Regions from separate parts of the Sus scrofa genome. Here region 1 is linked to region 2. A link is a contact called in public HiChIP or PLAC-seq data. All regions are on one chromosome and are shown on one strand. Each heading gives the region's core, a stretch centred on a gene start, on an enhancer-like site or on the middle of the called end of the contact. The rest is flanking DNA. Distances are from core to core; before and after follow the strand shown. Region 1 holds the start of SLC26A1 (sulfate anion transporter 1). Region 2 holds the start of GAK (cyclin-G-associated kinase).

Evidence for each region. HiChIP or PLAC-seq counts read pairs in DNA pulled down with a chosen protein or histone mark.
Region 1: a contact with region 2 is called in an H3K27ac HiChIP or PLAC-seq map of alveolar macrophages. The contact joins the promoter of SLC26A1 here to the promoter of GAK in region 2. A contact is called at or near these places in 3 of 47 Hi-C or Micro-C datasets (embryonic fibroblasts and liver) and 1 of 2 datasets of contacts at active chromatin or transcription factors (alveolar macrophages).

What each region holds. Positions count from the first base shown.
Region 1 is chr8:344,681-347,826 of Sscrofa11.1, reverse strand. SLC26A1 (sulfate anion transporter 1) reads left to right here and starts at 1,872. Exons shown (of 3, transcript XM_021100851.1): 1 at 1,872-3,146. IDUA (alpha-L-iduronidase) reads right to left here. Exons shown (of 14, transcript XM_021100852.1): 3 at 870-955; 4 at 624-731; 5 at 269-364; 6 at 1-174.
Region 2 is chr8:295,395-298,607 of Sscrofa11.1, reverse strand. It overlaps GAK (cyclin-G-associated kinase), which reads left to right and starts at 1,619. Exons shown (of 28, transcript XM_021100831.1): 1 at 1,619-1,898. The coding sequence starts at 1,754. It overlaps TMEM175 (endosomal/lysomomal potassium channel TMEM175), which reads right to left and starts at 2,915. Exons shown (of 11, transcript XM_021100844.1): 1 at 2,354-2,915.

The DNA.
Region 1 (3,146 bases), core at 623-3,122, 49 kb before region 2:
GCACGCCCACCTCCCCGGTGAAGAAATTGGTTCCGTTGTGACAGTGCGCCAGGAGGCCCCAGCACAATGGGGAGCGTGGTGGGTCATGGAAGGAGTCGCCAGGACCACCCAGGCGCAGAGCTGGGCTGGCAGCTCGCAGACCCTCGGAGCAGGCGTCGTAGTAGTTCAAGAAGCCTGGGTGGGAGGGACACAGAGTCCTCACCCCCCAGGTCAGAGGGCCACTGCCCCCCTCTCTCAGCTCCCGCAGGACCCCGGGAAGCCTGCCCACCTTGCAAGGTCATGGACACGTTGTCAAAGTCGTGGTGGTCCGGCTCGTTCCACGTCTCAAAATTCCACTTGGAAACGTGCTTGAGTCCGTACCTACCTGCAGAGAGTCCCTGCTGTGGCAAGAGGGGCCCTCCCCTGGGGCAGGGACACGAGTGCATCCCGAACCCCGGGGAGGGCACCCGCGGTGGGCGGTTTGGATGCGATGGCGGTGTCACTGGGAGCTCCCCCCCCGCCCCCATCAGAAGGCCTTGGCTCAGGGGGCTCATGACAAGAAGACCGGGAGATGGCCTGGGTGGTGCAGAAGGAAAGCCTGCCCAGAAGCGCCCCCATCCCCAAAGGGCATGGGCCCCACCCACCAACGTATCTCCTAGCCAGGAGCGAGACCAGGTTCCTCCACTCGAACACCTGCTGCTTGTCCTCAAAGTCCGTGAAGTGTCCAGAGGGGCTGCCCATCAGCTCAAAGCCTGCAGCACACGAAGGTGGCTGTCCCACTGCTCACCTGCCTGGCTCCCCCAGGCCAGCACCGAGGCAGGACCTGACTGGGCAACCAGGAGGACCCGGAAAGGCCAGGCCAGTGGGAGACGGTGGGGTCAGTGGTTCACCTGGGAGGAGCTGGTTCTCCCTGAGAAGGTCCAGGTATCGATCCAAGTGGGTGAAATTGTAGCTCAGTCCCTGTCCAGCTGACCTCCTGTAGAAGGACACTCAGTGTCAAGGTTGGGGGACGTGGGCCTGGGCCTGGAGCTGTGGCCACATTCAAGCAGCTAGGGAGCTTGCAAGGTGCCATTCGGGACTAGGCTCCAGGCTAAATAGGCCCCTCTCCTTGGCACACATCAACTATGTAAGCCTATTAGTCACTCACAGCCTAGTATGAACTCATGTGCCTGCACTGGAATCCCACCCTCAAGTCTTTGGGGGCTCAGAACAACCTGGGGCCTGGGAGTGGGACAAGAGGATGGAGACGGGGAGAACAAGGCGTCCTAAAGACAGCTGACGGAGAAGCGCAAGGCTGGAGGAGAACCTGGTGGGACTCTGTGGGCCCACATTCTGTTTCTCTGCACCTCCCGGAGGCCAGGGCCCCACATTTGGTTCGGCAGTACCTGGTCCCCCTGCTGCACTCTGAGAGACACCATGGGAGCAGGAGCGGGGCAAGGACAGCCTCCCCCCTGCACGCACTCCTCACATAGAAATGAACGTGTGACAACCAGGCCGCGGACAGGAGCCACGGGCCTGGGGCGGAAGAGGGCGCGAGTCGAGGGAAGGGAGGTCACCTGGTGCCTTGGGGCCACGTGAGAAGGGAGCCTGACTTGGGGCGAAACGGGGAGTCCTTTCAGAGATCCACACAGAGCAGGAAGTACCACAGCTTTTTTGTTTGTGTGTGGGTTTTGTTTTTTGTCTTTTAGCCTTTTCTAGGGCCGCTCCCGCGGCATATGCAGGTTCCCAGGCTAGGGGTCGAATTGTAGCTGTAGCCACCGGCCTACGCCAGAGCCACAGCAACTCGGGATCTGAGCCGCGTCTGCGACCCACACCACAGCTCACGGCAACACCAGATCGTTAACCCACTGAGCAAGGCCAGGGATCGAACCCGCAACCTCATGGTTCCTAGTCAGATTCGTTAACCACTGCGCCACGGCGGGAACTCCTGTTTGTGTGTTTTTAAGACATTATTGTTACAATTATTATGTTATTACTTTGCCATAATTTCCTCAGCTAGAGATTGAATCTAAGCTGCAGCTGGGACCTCTGCATAGCTACGGCAACACGAAATCCTTTATTTTATTTATTTAATTTTTTTTTGTCTTTTTAGGGCTGCATTGGTGGCATGTGGAAGTTCCCAAGCTAGGGGTCAAATTGGAGCTACAGCCGCTGGCCTACACCACAGCTCACAGCAATGCTGGATCCTTAACCCACTGAGCGAGGCCAGGGATCGAACTTGCGTCCTCATGGATACTAGTCAGATTCGTTTCCGCTGAGCCATAACAGGAACTCCCACACGAGATCCTTTAACCCACTGTGCCGGGCCAGGGATTGAACCCGCATATCCACAGCAGCCCGAGATGCTAAAGTCAGGTTCTTAACCCACTGCGCCACAGTGAGAACTCCAAGATTCAATTTTTTTTTTTTTTTTAGAGTGGTTTTGGGTTCACAGCAAAACTGAGGAGGTACAGAAGCTCCCCGCCCCCGCCACCGGCCTCCTCTCCACAAGCACAGTCTCCCCCGTGATCAACAGCCCAGAGCGGGATGCTTCTTACAACTGATAAACCTACGCCGACATCTTAGTCACCCCAAATCCACAGTTTACATTAAGGTTCACCTGGTGCTATACATTTTGGGGTTTGGAAAGACACATGATCTACCACCAAGATCATACAGTGTTTTCTTGGACCTAAAAACCCTATGCTCAGAGTTCCCTTGTGGCTCAGCAGGTTAAGGATCCCATGTTGTCACTGCTGTGGCTCTGGTTACTGCAGTAGCGCAGGTTCAAGCCCTGGCTCAGGAACTCCCACATGCTCTGGCTAAAAAGGATATTCATGCTCCCCCCACCCCACCAAACCCCTGATTTTTTTTACTGTCGCCATGGTTTTGTCTTTGCCATGATGTTTTGAAAGGATCCCTTTGTGGTCAGTTGCAGCAAGAGCAGGGAGCTGGAAGATGGCCCCCCGGGGACCTGGAAGAAGGGTCCCCCATCAGAAGGCCTTGGCTCAGGGGGTTCATGACAAGAAGACCAGGAGGTGGCCTGGGTGGAGCAGAAGGAAAACCTAGATGCTGTCTGCAGAGGCATCGAGAGGGAGCTGGGGCGGACGGGTTTACAAGTGGGAGGGACGGTGATGGACTGGAGGGGAGCTGGGACCGGGGGTTCAGCACAGCCTCTCCGACTAGGT
Region 2 (3,213 bases), core at 370-2,869:
GAACACTTCCCTGTGCTCTGGATATCATTCCCTCCTACCTTCTAGGAGGGAAGGCACTTTACACCTGACTCTTCTGTCCCAGCAAACACATCCTGGTTTCCTTCCATCAGCTGTAGGATGCTCAGGAATCTCCCATCTTAAACATCTCAGCACCCCCTCGGTACCGTAGTCTCCGCAACCAAACTTCCTGAGTTACCTCCCCTTACTGTCTCTCCCTCTTCATTTTTTTTTCCTTCTCTTTGGGTACCTAGTTTCCACCCACTGCTCCACGGAAACAATATTGTTCTGGGCAAGATGCTGATATCACTGCTGCTAAATCCCAGGTACATCATTTACTCCTGGAAGCTGTAAGTGGAGGTTCCTCTTTTTCTTTTGTCTCCTTCCTTTTAAATGGCAAAGTCATTTGACATAATGCTTTTAGTTTCCTTCTTGCTTCCCTAGTTGCTGCTCCTCTCTAAAGAGTGTACTTTCAGTCTAAAAGCGACATTGTCCCATTGGTGCTCTCCTCCAGACAACTGCCACCTCTATGCTAGGAGACACCCAAAAACAGCCCGGACTTTTTCCCAAGCCTCCGATGTGTTCCATTTACCAGACAAACGCAGCGGCTGGAAGAGCCATGTGACTCGGTATCACTTGTTGACCCTGGCCCCCTGGCTAAGTAATGGCACTGCTGGGCATGTTTTCTCACCCCAAAGGGATAATTAATAGGAACGCTTCTAAAAGGATGTTGTAAGCAGTAAAGCATTGTATGAACTGAGCTTCTTTACTATAGTGATAACACGTGCTAGCCTGTCCAGAAAGAGACTTTTTTTTTTTTTTGTCTTTTTGCCATTTCTTGGGCCGCTCCCACGGCATATGGAGGTTCCCAGGCTAGGGGTCCAATCGGAGCTGTAGCCACCGGCCTACGCCAGAGCCACAGCAACACGGGATCCGAGCCGCGTCTGCAACCCACACCACAGCTCAGGGCAATGCCGGATCCTTAACCCACTGAGCAAGGGCAGGGACCGAACCCGCAACCTTATGGTTCCTAGTCGGATTCGTTAACCACTGCGCCACGACGGGAACTCCCGGAAAGAGACTTTTAATAGCTTGAAATTCTAGGAGGGTTAAGATGCTACCGGGGGCGGTGGCTCCATTTCTCCGTTTGGAGGTGAACACGCCAGACAAGAACCTACCGAAAGCGGCCGGCTGCCAAACGCGCCAAGGGGGTCAGGCAAGTGGCAGCGTCTTACCTGGGGGGGGGGGAAGCTCTAGGTGATGGGTCACACACGGGATTCTGGATCCAGTGCTGCCAGAAATGATTTTTCCACAGAAGCGTCAAAACTGAGCTTTTAAAATGATGCTTTTCGGTCTTTTATAGGCAACCAACTCAATAAATAGACGGACGCCGCGGGCCCCCCGGCGCTCGGCTTACACAGACCGGCTCTGCGCGGCCGGGCACCGGGAGCCCCTGGACACCAGCCTCCGCGGAAACCGCCGCGTGCAAACGGTTGGGCGCCGGGCTCCCTCCTCGAGCTCGGCGCCAGAAGCCCGTTACCCGGCCCACCCTCGCGTCCACGCCCAGCTCCGCGCACTCGCAGCCGCCCGGCGCGGCGGAAGTGACGCCCGGCGCTCTTCCGGCCAGCGACGCGCCCCCGCGCCTGCGTGGAGGCGTCGGGCGGAAGCGGTGCGGTCGCGGCCGGCGGTTGCCGAGTGGACCCGGACGCGGCTGTACGCTGAGCCCTCGGTCCGGCGCCCGCCGCGGGCCGCAGCCATGTCGCTGCTGCAGTCTGCGCTCGACTTCCTGGCGGGCCCGGGCTCCCTGGGGGGTGCTGCCGGCCGCGACCAGACTGACTTCGTGGGGCAGACGGTGGAAATGGGCGAGCTGCGGCTGCGAGTGCGGCGGGTCCTGGCGGAGGGTGAGGCGGGGGCCGGGGGCGCGCGGCCCGGGGCGCGGGGCAGGACCAGGCGGGCAGGGGGAGGGTCACGGCTGGCCGGAAGGCGACTGCCGAGGGGGAGGCCCGTGTGGGGTCGGGCACTTCCGTGTCGGAGGCTGGGGTCAGGCTGGGGCAAGGTGGTCGTGGCGGCAGGTGTAGGCTCACCTGAGGCTGGAGGAGAGGCTGTGTCGCTGGGAAGGAGTGGTGGGCCGGCGGGGGTTGGCGCGCGGGGCCTTAGCGGAAAGGAGGCAGGGGGACCCGCAAGACTAAAGGCTGGAGTCCCGAGGCACGCGCTGGGGCCGGGGGGTGGGTTATAAGTCGTCGAGGGCCGCGGTGGGACAGTGGACGTGGGGCTGGTCCTCTCAGGTTTCGGGACCTTAGGCGAGGGTGTTGGGACAGACAGCGCCGCGTCCTGTAGCCGGGGTTCCCCCTCTTACCATAGGAGCGTCTTCTGCCCCGGTCCTCTCTGGGCCCGAGCTGACCCGGCAGTTGGGATCCGTACAGAACCTCGCCGCGGGGCTGGTCAGTCTGTGGTCGGCTGTGTTGCTGCACGCTGTTTCTTGCTTCCTGCACCCCGCCTCCCTTCCTCACACAGAATTTCCCACCAGTGTTGGCGCGGTCCTGTTTCCTTGTCTGCGTTTTTCTGTTTTGTCCAGTGGGGATCACGCGGGCGTGTGAGCTTCCCCTAGCCGTGGCACGGTTGGCTTTGGGGCTGTGTTCCTTGCTTTAGCCTGCGTGAGGGAGTGGCTGCATGGACAGCTGCACATGGCTGTGGTTTCCCTCGGAGCTGTAGCTTCAGCCAGTCACTGCGGACATTCCTGCTGCCATTTGTGCTCAATTTCAGGTGGAACAATGGCTGGCTGTTTCCAAAGGCCTGAGGCGTGTTCTGCCCTTAGCATCCTCACACACATTGGCTCCACTGTCAGGAAGAGAGGAATTTGGAGGGTGATTTGGTGAGAAGATCTCAGGCTCTTCTTCAGAGCTAGTGACGTTCTGAAGTGTGGTATTCTTTCATATCTGGGGTAGAACGAGAGTTGCCCCCAGATCAAATCATTTATTCTGAAAATGCCAGGGAAGTATTTTGATTCTTTAAGAAATTCAGAGTGGAGAGTACGTGATTTCTGCCTTGTGGAACTTTAAATAAGACACATTTTCTGATGAACAAAGGACAGTGCAATGCAGGGGATTCCTCTGGTGGGATAGACGGTGGGCCCAGCTGAGATGGGAGGGGTGAGAATGCACCTCCTGCCAGGGGCAGGGCCAGTGCAGAAGGGGAGGGATGGGAAGTGGGTCACAC